2 separate regions of the Mus musculus genome follow, and region 2 is linked to region 1. The links are chromatin contacts, called in public HiChIP or PLAC-seq maps. All regions are on one chromosome and are shown on one strand. The core of a region is the stretch at or near the end of the contact, and the rest is flanking DNA. Distances in the headings are between cores, read along the strand shown. Region 1 holds the start of Dixdc1 (DIX domain containing 1). Region 2 holds the start of Layn (layilin).

The links. HiChIP or PLAC-seq counts read pairs in DNA pulled down with a chosen protein or histone mark.
Region 2: a FOXA1 HiChIP or PLAC-seq map of pancreatic cancer cells shows a contact between it and region 1. The contact joins the promoter of Layn here to the promoter of Dixdc1 in region 1. A contact is called at or near these places in 1 of 115 datasets of contacts at active chromatin or transcription factors (pancreatic cancer cells) and 1 of 9 other capture datasets (adipose tissue).

The regions. Positions count from the first base shown.
Region 1 is chr9:50,726,037-50,732,041 of GRCm38.p6, forward strand. It overlaps Dixdc1 (DIX domain containing 1), which reads right to left and starts at 1,948. Exons shown (of 20, transcript NM_001374656.1): 1 at 1,750-1,948. The coding sequence starts at 1,809.
Region 2 is chr9:51,074,468-51,080,342 of GRCm38.p6, forward strand. It overlaps Layn (layilin), which reads right to left and starts at 2,627. Exons shown (of 8, transcript NM_001033534.1): 1 at 2,419-2,627; 2 at 1,855-1,878. The coding sequence starts at 2,503.

The sequences.
Region 1 (6,005 bases), core at 698-3,197:
AAATAGAAAAGGGGGAGAGGCCAGGAGAGGACCAAAGGAGGTTTTACCCCGACTAGTGAATGAGCAGGATTTACGCAGAGAAGGAGCAGAGAAGGCCCTGGGGCTGAGAGTGAGGGTAGATGACTGAGAATCCTGCAGACACTAGAAGAGGTGTGCTTCCTGGCTTTTCTGTGTTCACCTCTGGGTCTGTAGCTCTTTGTTAGCGATTCCCTTACATGTGTTCAGTCAAGAGTGATGGGAAGACGAGGAGGCCTGCCGGGCAGGCAGGATACAAGCTCTGCCCTTTAATGAAGGTTGTGACACCCCTCAGCCAAAGGAAAATTCCAGCACAGTTGGTCACAGTGGCAGAATGTTTCCATTAGATTTTTTTTTTTCTGTGTGTGTCAGGAATAAGGCTGGGGCACAGGGGCCAGGACTGGGGAAGGTTCTAAGGCAGGTCAGAATGTAGGATCTCCTAATTAGAAACAGGGATCAAGGGGGAAGCCTGCCGTGCAGCTGTAGAAAAAAAAAAAACCTACATGGAAATTCATGAGAATAGCTGGTTGCCTCTAGGGGAAAGGTTGGGAAGGGGGTGAGAGACGGCAAGGGCACAAAGGCTCGTCCATCTTGTCCATAATGTTAATATTTAAGAAGAGAATGGGTTTAGGATGTAGCTCAGTGATCAAGCCCCTAGTCATACTGCAAGGTCCTAGTTTCAGTCACCCCTGCACACAGGGCTGTTTATATTATCTGACTAAAAACTGATTCTAAAAACACAAGGGCTGTTGTAAAGGGTGGAGGAGTGGAGTACTGGTAAAACACCTTGGTAGCATCCCCAAGGCCCCCACCACACACACACACACACACACACACACACACACACACACACAATCTGAAATTTAAGAAACCCATAGAGAAGGGAAAGGTGAACTGAGGGAAAAGGCAGGAAGCCATGACCAATAGCTTATGCCTTTGCGGCTGCAGGCCTAAAGCAACCAAAGGATGACTGAGGAGCAAACAAGAGTAGCCTGAGTCACAAAAGAAGCAAATGGAAGAGGTAACAGAATTCTGAGAGAAACTTTTGAAGAGAAAACAGAGCCTGCTTGGGTCAATCCTGGCCCACCTTTCCTGTCAGGTTGCAGCTCCCCACCACAGTTCTCACAGAAGGGAATCACACTAATATTAGCTCCTGAAACTGGGCCTGAGGCCCAGGTTGGTCCTCTCAGCCAACCTTGTCCTCCTCAGTGGTGGAGAAATCTAATGTGCATGATTCAGGAAATTCGCACGTGGATGTGCAGGATTCAGGAAATTCACCCCTCATGTGGACCACCCACAGTCTCCTACCCTCTTTCAAACTTTCTACCAATGCCACGCCACCGCACCCCTCCCGTGACTCATCCGCTTAGCGCCTGAAATAGAGCTCTGCCGCATCTGTTCAGGGCTTCCCTCTAGGATGTCCCTGGAGAGTCCCTGGGAGGCGTGGGGACCACCTTTTCGGCAAGAAGATGCCTTCTGAGTCCGTAGTCCTGCCTGCCCTTCCCACCTCGGGAAGGTACTCAATCCCTCCAGTTTAGAGGAGGCCCACCGCCTTTCTGATGTCCTCGGGTTGATGCATCTGCACCACACCTACCTCCTTGACTCTACCACCCAGGCTCTTAAATGGGCTCCCCGGGAGGATGCCCCTCACCGCCCCCCAGGATTCCCTTCGGGAGATTAGGCGGGAGGCGCGGGGTGACCGGGAGCTGGGGGTGGGAGGAGCAGGGCAGTTACCTCATTGAAGCCCTCTTGCAGGACGTCCAGTAAGTTCCCGCGGGTCAAGCAGGCTAGCATTGTTCCTGCCGCGGGGCTTCCCGGGTGGGGTCACGCCACCGTCTCTTCCCTCTGTACACAAAGGCGATCAGCTCAGCTCCCTGGGAGCTCTCTGGAGTCCCGCATGCCACTTACTGGAAACCTAGACCCGAGCCAAACTAGCGGCTTGCACTGGGCATGCTCGCGCGCGGGCTGCAGCCGGAGGGGCCCGGCGCTGTGCTGGTTCCTATAGAAACAGCAGGGCGCGCGCTGCGCACAGGCAAGAGGCGCTAGCAGGCAGCCCCGGGTCTCCAGGGAGTGCGGGGAAGCCGTGGGCGCGCACGCAGGCTCCGCACGGGTGCTCGCAACGAGCATTCACACACGCGTGAGCACACACACACATCCGCGCTGACACAAGCGGGCTTGCCAGCCTGAGCATATGCCTGCAATCACTACACTGCACGTTTGGAGGCGGGCGTCCCCGAGCGTGTGCACGCACATACACGCACATACACACACACACACACACACACACGCACACGCACACGCACACGCACGTACACACACACACACACACACACGTATGTAGTCACTTTGCTCATTTAAGGCTGCAAGCACCTCATCACAAGGTGGGTGGGGAAAGGAGTGAGTCACAGGATTACCCCACCCACCCCTTACTCCATTCTCCAGACTAACAGCAACCTTTTTCCACGCAGGGCTTGAGAGTGAGACAACCAGCAACCTTTTCCCACTCGGGGTTGGAGAATGAAGCAATTTAAATAAGAGGAAATAGAATGACAAGAAATAACAATAAAAAGGGGCCAGAGGAGAGAGGCTGGGGCTGGGGCTCTGTAAGTAACTGTAGACTATAAGTAACTGAACAGCGCTAAACAAATCATACCATCATAATAGAAACGTCAGAGGCACACCAAGGATCTTCTATCTTTTTTACAAAATAAATGCTAAGGGGTAAGATTGGGCACGATGGCTCAGGGGATAAAGGCTCTTGTAAAAGCTTGACACCTGAGTTCAATCCTGGAGCCATGCAAAGGTGGAAAGGGAGAACTCACATCTCTCGGGCACAGGCACACATTACGCTCACCCCCCCCACACACACACTAATTAATTGGTTTTATAATAAAATAATTTCTAAGAGCCAGCATGGGGGTATACACCTATCATATGCATGCACATACACGCGCGCGTGCGCGCGCGCGCACACACACACACACACACACACACACACCAGATCAACACTCTAGAGGTTCTAAGTCCAAAGCTAGCCTGGTCTATATAGCAAGTTCCAGGTCAGCCACATATAGTTCCAGACCATATAGATGAGACCTGCTCTTGAAAGAAAGAAGGAAAGAAAGGAACACATACTTTATAAGTGAGTTTTAAAATAAAGCACCAAGAATGCCCTTGTACATTGTCAGGTAAAAGCATCCACCCTTGGGTGTAACAGAGCCTCTTTCTCGTGTGGCCTGGCTGAGGTCACAGCTCTGATGTTTATTTTTAAGAACACTAGTCATTTGCATGCTTGGACTAAGTGATCTTAAAAAAGAAAGAAAGAATGAGAGAAAGAAAGTCCATTTTACATTCCATCTTGTGATCCTAGACAAAAGGGAGAAATTACAGTGTTAAGACCCAGAGGAGATCAGAGCCTTGTCCAAGGACACAGCTGGTCAGGGACACGCAACTCAATAATCAAGGAATTACAAACCATTTTCTAGCCATCCTGTATCTCCCTCAGACTCCATTAGGACCTCAGCAAGAAAAGTCTATAATGAGCCTACTAAATCATATTTAACCCAATGGCCTCCTCCTCGGGTCACTAGGGGATAAGAAAACCCTTACTTGGGGCAGCCTGACTAGATATCTAAAGCTGCTAAACACAAAGTTCTTCTGGGGAAGAAAAAACAAACAAAGTGCCTTTGACCACAAGAAGCAGGAAGCTGAGTGTCAGCCTGCCCTGAGCTGGTCGCTCAGCTGGTTAAATCCTGACTGTTCCACTCAGGCTGAAGCCAGAGGAAAGCAGTAATACCAAGTGAAACCGATCCTGAGCGCTCTGCAAGTCAGAGACCTCTCTGTCCTCCACCAGCTAGCCAGGGTGGTTCACCAAGACTCTCTACTGTTCCTTCAGTCCAAGGCAAAATACCACCAGGAGACTCACTAACCCATGTTTAAGACAATGGGGCCCTTTATGAGCAGACTTGCAATGGCATAGAATTGCACATGGCACATCTACATACCTAATGATGAAAAACCAAAATGTTCAGTTTATATAAGTCAGTTTGGGCATCAGAGGGAGGCCTACAGACAGTCATCCATGCCAAGAAATCACGGTTTCTCAAAACTCCAGTCTTTGATGGGAACAACGCCTGGGAGCTCAGTGCTTTGGAGAGAAGACTTACAAAGCAACCGATTTGCTTATCATTTTGGTCTTTTGAGGCAGGGCCGTGGGTAGCCCTGGCTGGTCTCCAGCTGCCTAAAAAGCCAAAGATGACCTTGAACTCCTAGTCCTCGTGTTTCTGCCTCCCAAGTGCTGGGATTACAGACACGTAGTACCATGCCTAGATATAATCGATGTATTTGTGTGTCTGTGCTATGTGTGTGAAGGTCCCCTTTGGAGATCAGACACCAGAAGAGGATGTTGAGTACCCCGGGGTACAGGATGTTGAGAGCAACCCAGTGTGGGGTGATGCAAACCAAATTCGGGTCCTCTGGAAGAGCAGTGAGTGCACTTAACTACTGTGCCATCTCTCCAGTCCCCATACTGAATTTCAAATCTTCAAAATAGAGATCTCATTTGGCCCATTACCTTATTTCATGCAGGGAAGAGACAACATCAGGAGAGGTGCTCACGGTCACTCAGTAAATCATTACAGTGGCTGAGATCTAAATAAAGCCCTTGGAGGCCTGAGCTCATGTCCTTTTCAATAACCCTCCACGCATGCTAGAGGGCATCAGGGTGCTCGACAAATGACTTGTTTTAAGGCATATGACAAAATAAATAAATAAATACATAAATTGTATAGTTCCTAAGTGACTTGTTTTAAGGCATATGGCTAAATAAATAAATAAATAAATAGTATAGTTCCTGAAAACCTAGGGAAGTAGTTTCTATTATAACTTTCTAAGATGGAAATATGCTGTCCAAAATAGTGGTTTCTAGCCACATGGGCTACTGAATGCTTGAAATATAGCTAAGGCAACTAGGCAACTAAAATTCATGTAAATATAGATGACATAATTTCAAAATATTCTGTTTCAGACTATTGAGACGTCTCTTCAAACTATAATAGCTCAAATACAGTGTGTATCTTTTTTTTAAAGATTTGTTTGTTTGTTTGTTTGTTTGTTTGTTTATTATGAGTACACTGTAGCTGTCCTCAGACACTCCAGAAGAGGGAGTCAGATCTTGTTATGGATGGTTGTGAGCCACCATGTGGTTGCTGGGATTTGAACTCCTGACCTTCAGAAGAGCAGTCGGGTACTCTTACCCATTGAACCATCTCACCACAGCGTGTATCTTATGATTAGAAACAGCACAACATTTCTGTTGGTCCATATAACGTAAAATTGCTCATAAACTATGTCTCAGAGGAACATGAACATATTCTGTTCCAGGCTCCCTACTCCATGCTACTGCAATGTCAGTAAAGAGCTGGGACAGTAAGTGGGTCAGATTGGAAGTGGGTTAGAACAGTGACTGGGGCGATAATCCATACAGTGCAGTGCCTGTATATGGGATAGCCACAAAGCACTCTGGGAGCTGCACCCCCTTCCTTCCACTGCAGCAGGCCTGGGCGGAGGCAAGGACTAACTGCAGCAAACTGCTTTCCACAGGTTCCTGCTTCTCTCAGAGTCTGCGTCTGCTGGACCTCAGTCAGTCCTGCATCAATCTTACCAGCAATGGCAAGTACTTCCACAGACTAAAAGCCACTCAAATCTCTAATGGAATAGCAAAATTGATCTCATTTCACTATGTCCCATGTCCTATAGGAATCAATAATATGTATACGTGTGATGGTCACAATTACAGTGAGCAGTTGATATTTACATATGAAGAGAGGTTAGGGGGTAAAGATTTTTGCTCCTGACCTAATTACTAAGTGGTGAAGCCAGGAACTGAACCTATGGCTACAGGTGCCAAGGAAGCACTCTGGCACTGAGCTCAACCCAGCAAAGTATTTTAATCTGATGCTTGCAACACAGAAGGTACTAACCCAGTGTTC
Region 2 (5,875 bases), core at 1,377-3,876, 350 kb after region 1:
AAGTAGGAAAATATTACGGCTTCACTTGATGTGTACAAAGATGATGTTCATGCTCTTAGGGAGTCTTGTGAAATTATGGGACTTAGAATAAGAGTTGCTGTGAAGTGCTTCCTTCAGTGTAGAGGGACACTCTGACGTCAGTTGTGGATTCCTCTACCCTGAAATCCCCTGTCTATGCAGTGGAACTAACTTGCTCATCTCTGGTGAGCAGAAGCTAAGAGCTTTTGTGGGGTTTTCTGCTACTGATGGTCAGATCTCTAACCTAAAGACAATAGCTAGAGTTTATTGAACTCTTTCCATGTCCCAAGGCTATGGTCAAAGTTTTATAATTTCCTTTGGTTCTCATAACAGTCTTCTGTGTCAGGACTGTTTATGTCTCACTTTATAAGTGAGAAAACTGAAGCTCATAGTAAGTGATTTGTCATAAACTATCGGGAGCATTAGCAGAGGCAGAATCCAGATCTGAGTATTGAGTCATACCAGAACCACTGAACTGTCTTGATGGCTCCACATTCCCCTACAGACTCAGCTTGCACTGGGAGCCCATCTCTCATTTGATTGACACTTGAAGGACTGAAGACTGTTTCAGAAAAATGGATGAGATTCCACTGAGCAGCAAGTAGCAAGCTGTTCACTAGCACAGGCTGCCCTAGCTTGTATCTGGATGACTGGAGTCTTGCTGCAGCTGAAACCCATCCCAGTCACCCCTCTGTTCAGTCAGCATTTATTGGGTAAATCCCCCTCGCTTGGTGTGCTAGGTATTGAGAATACAGAAATGCCAATTCCTAACCCACAGGAGCCCACAGCATGATTCTGGATGTAAGGGTACAAAATAAAAACCAAATTTCAACAAGGAAACCAGTCCCTGTAATGAAAGAGCCAAACTTCAGGCTACAGGTGTGAATTGCTGCCATGGAAGAAGGCGTAAATGATTTTATATTGTCAGACTTTCTGGAATGTTTTAATATCCCCAAGATTTCAGCTCTGTAGAAAGCCAGACGATGGTTTTTTTTTTTTATGTCCATTAATTGTCCAGCATACAAACCAAAAGGCCACAGACAGTGCTATCTATGAGGGAGCTATACAAGATTCTCCCCAAATCTCCATGCTTTGATAAACTCTCAGTGGACAAGGAGCTGGGAGCATCCTGTACTTGCCTGCCTTGTTAGAGGTTTCTAACAGAACAGGCTCCCAGCGGATGAGAGTGCTCAGATGCTGGGCTTCTCACCGGGGAAGTGTTCCAGAGAGGAGAATGCAGGCATTGGAGGACTGCAAAGAGCCCTGAACACCCCCAAACCTGGTACAAGAGAAGCTGCAGTTGCTTTTACTAGTGGTCCCGCCTGCCTTTCCAGGCCAGACTGCCAAGAGAAAGCTTAACACCTTGATAGAGTTTCCTGTATGGTCCAGGCTGGCGGCATATGTCTAGTGTATGCTAGTGAGTTCTAGGGAGTACCAGAGCTGGAAGGAGGCCCAGGACCCATCTGGTTCCCCTGCCTTCAGGAAGTGTCTTTCTTTTCTCATTTGCAGGAAGGGGAAGGGCAGGCAGGAGGTCTCCTGTCACCAAGCACAGAGCCATGCAGCCCTAACCCTCCCAGTGGCGTCAGCAGCTCCTCTGCTTAGCCAAACACCCCCTCCCAATCCTGAAACCAAAGTTAGATTTCTTAAACCAGACCCACAAGCTAGAATACAGTGGAGATTCCAATTCTACTCCATCCCTCTTGGCCAAAGGGAACCTGATAAAAAGATACCGATCGCTCCCCGCCCACGCTCCTCCCACCCACCCCCCAACCCCCCCCCCCACCCCCGCGCCCCATGCAGACCTAGTGGAACAAGAAAGAAGTCGGACCACTGTACCTCCTCTGGGGTCCAAGTCCGAGGCTGCAGTGACACACACACAGGGAAGGAAGCAGAGAGTCACTCTTGGAGCCTGGCAGGGCTGGTTCCTGGCTAACTAGGCGCTTTCCCAATCTCCAAGCATTTCCAGGCCAGCCACCCTCCCCTCAGAGGAGAGTAACAGGTACAGTTCCCATAGCCCTGCGGATCCAGGATCGGCTGCCTCCACTAGAAGGGTCCAGGCAGCATGGCGCTCAAGGGGCACTCACTGGAAGAAGTTTGCCAACTGCCCCACCCAAGCTACATCCTCCTCACCCCTTAGTAACCCCGGGGAGAGAACTGACTTCCAGCGTTGCGGATACCTAGGGTGGCCCCAGGAACTGGAGCTGGTTGCATTTTTGCTCCCTGGAAGCAGAGAATTCAAGAAGGCTGATTGGGTCCGGGGTTGGATCTGGGGATTGCCCCACTACATAAAGGGGCCAGGGTGCAGTGACCCTGAAGACAGTCCTCAACTGCTGAGGTTTACTGGGTGCATCAACCCCAGGTGCTCTGGCACCAGCCCTCTCCCCCAGGACACACACTCACCGCTCAGCAGGCGACCCTTCGAATCCCTCGGTTTGGCCAGCAGCACCGCCAGCAACATAGCCTGCAGCGCTGCTCCCGGCTGCATGGCTGGACTCCAGTGCCTCCCGACACCCTGGGACTAAGGCAGAGAAGTGGGCAAGTAGACGACTGCGTTTGAGCAACTGCAACCAAGGCAGCTGCATCTCCCAAGGATCCACAGACCCCGCACTGGGCGGAGTCCGGGAGGGCTCTGAGTCGTTGGTTGCCCATCCACCCCCTGGGACGTCACTGCGGGGGAAGGCAGCCCCTTGGGCTGGCCCGCCCCCAACGTCTAGTGCTCTGGACTCCAGAAACTGCTAACTCAGGGGGAGTAGCCAACGGAAGGGGCCGCTCTTTGCAGAGAGCCGCCCAGGGAGATTCTGAGTTTGCCTAAGAGAAAAATCCCACTAGTTTTTGAACTCCCAGAAGGTGGAAAGCGGGTACTGTACTTTCAAACAGTATAGCCTCTTGCCCTCATCACTACCCAGCTCTAGTGGGCTAAAGTAGCAAAACCCCTACTTACACCACAGTAAGCGTCAGACCAGGGCAGCACCTGGGAAAGAACTTGAGCAAGGGAGGAACAGATTCTCAAGCAGGCAGTGTGTCTACTGACTAGAGGCATTTCAGACTTGGCCTGAGGGAGACCTCCAGCAGAAGCTAGAGTATTCCAGATCTCAACCAGAAAGACACTTTGCTTTGTGTAGGGCACATATTGGAAGATAGGAGTGGTTTAGTGGAGTTCAGCTTTTGGTGGACAGAAAAATGACTCCCGTTGCAAAGAATGATCCTATTCTTCCTATGGAAGCTTTCATAACCAACCCAAGTGTATGCTCCCCTTTACACTCCCACAGTAGTTGTGTTTACATGTGTGTTCTCAAATACATTCGCACAGTAGATCCAGTCTCCCATCGAAAATCTATGAAGTAGAAAGCTGAGAGTTCATTGATCTTTCCGGTATACTATGGTATTGCGAAGCGTAGCAGAAACCACATCTCGGTTACTGCCTTCTGGATTTTGGTTCCAGTTTGCTTCTGTTTTCCTGTTTATCCAGCTTTTCAGCAGAGCAGTCAGAAAAGCAGAGAAGGGGCCCTGAGAAATGGACCAGTGGTTAAGAGCAGTCATTACTCTTGCATAGGACTGGGTTCAATCCCAGCACCGGGCAGTGGCTCACAATCAACTGTAACTCCAGTTCCAGGGATCTCCTGTCTTCTTCTGGCCCAGAGGCACGAGGCTTGCATGTGATGCACATACATACATACATACATGCTGGGAAAACACCCACAACACATAAAATGCAAATAAATAAATCTTTTAAGAAACGAAGCAGAGGTGCTTCCACACTCTTGACACACTTGTTCTAAACAGGCCTGAGATAAAGCAGGAGTAGGGATGGATCTGTCTTAGCTCCAGCTGAGAACAGAGCAGGAGCTGTGTGATTACAGAACCCCGGCACCAACAGGTGGGGACTGGCAACCCTTTCCTGTGTTCCGGTTAGACTATCTCACACCAACCATTCTCTCTAGACTGTCTCCCCAGCAAAGCAACTGTGGTGGTGGTGGGACACAGAAGTGGCACCTGATGGTCTGCTTGAAACGCTGCATTTCCTTGGTGTCTGTGTGTCCGTTGGCAAGTCATTTTATTCATTATATATCTTGATGGCATTAATAATTGCCATAACAGTTTTGTGATGGTTTGCCGAGGCAAATATGTATGAAAATGTGCAGTTATACTTGACTTAATGTCATCTTAAATAATTTATTTCTAATATTACAAGATCTGTTTCACTTATGAAACTACCACATTGCTTTAAATAATTGTGTCTTCAGTTCTCCCTTTGACACTCTGACTTTGGTCCATATCGGGGCTTTGTTAGCAGATGCAATTAACTGAGTGTAGTGGCTTACAGTAATGACCCCAATACTTCCCACCTCCCAGGATACATATTCTTTATTATGCTAATAGAGTTCTCTTTACTAAAAAAGTAGAATGTTTCCCTAGGCCGTGAGAGTTATTAATCAATGGAATAAACCAGGACTTGGAGCCCACAGCAGAAAACCCCTTTCCTGTTCTTATTCTCTTTCATCGTCTGACTCTCTGAGAGGAGCAGGCCTCAGATATCCTACTGGTTCATGAGTGTCCCCAAGAGGGTGGTATGTGATGCAGTCCATTGGCAGAGTGCTTCAAGTAGCCTGGAATCAGATCAGTCAGAACCTGAGCTGACCTTGTATGAGCTCCAAAGATTGCTTTAGAACTCTTTGTTAAGTGGTCCTGTTGTAGTAAGAACTACCTGTTATTCCTGGCAACTCAGGCATGTGCCACTGTGGGAGGGCTAGTTGACAAGAAAACTCATAATGCGTTATTTTCCTTGGTAAAATTTCTTTGGCCCAGGATCCATTCCTCAGCTTGATGAGCTCAAAGTTAATTAAAAAACCAGTTAAAATGCTTTTTTTGCACTTTGGAATATTCACACATATATAATGAGATATTTTGGTGATAAGACCCAATTTCAAACCCAGAATTGTTTCCTATACATCTTATAACACAGTCTGAAAGTAATGTTCTATAATACAATTTCTGTGCTTTGTATGTGTGGTACATGTATGTATGCATTTGTGTGTGTGTGTGTGTGTGTGTGTGTGTGTGTGTGTGTGTACTTATGCATGACTTATGGCGGCCAGACATTGGGTGACATTGGGTGTCTTCCTCCACTTCTTATTTTGTGCTTATTTTACTATCCATATCACTTTTTGAGACTATGTCTCTGCTGAATTTGGAGCTCACCAATTGCCTAGATTGGTAGGCTAGTGAGAGCCATGTCACCTCTACAGATCCTCCAGTCTCTGCCTCCAAGACTGGGATTGTAGGTGCTGATATTGTATGTCTGGCCTTTTGTGGAGATGCTAGGGATCCAAACACAGGTTCTCATGCTTATGTGAGAAGCACTCATGGCCACCAAGCCATTTCCTTAGTACCTTCTATGATACTTTTAGTGTATCTGCATTTATTCAGGTCCACTGAAGACACATTTTCTACTTCTGATAGCATACCAGCACTCAAAACACTTTGGACTGTGGATACTCGACTCCTTTTTGAACTCAGAACCTCTGGAAGAAGTCAGATTTTAGGTGTTTGGATGATGATGGCTGTAATGGTTTGTATATGCTTGGCCCAGGGAGTGGCACTATTAGAAGGTGTGGCCCTGTTTGAGTAGGTGTGGTCTTGTTGGTGTAGGTGTGTCACTGTGGACGTGGGCTTTTAGACCCTCAATCTAGCTGCCTGGAAGCCAGTATTTTGCTAGCAGACTTCAGATAAGATGTAGAATTCTCAACTCCTCTTGAACCATGTCTGCTGGGATGCCTCCATATTCTGCCTTCATGATAATGGATTGAACCTCTGAATCTGTAAGCCAGTCCCAATTAAATGTTGTTCTTTATAAGAG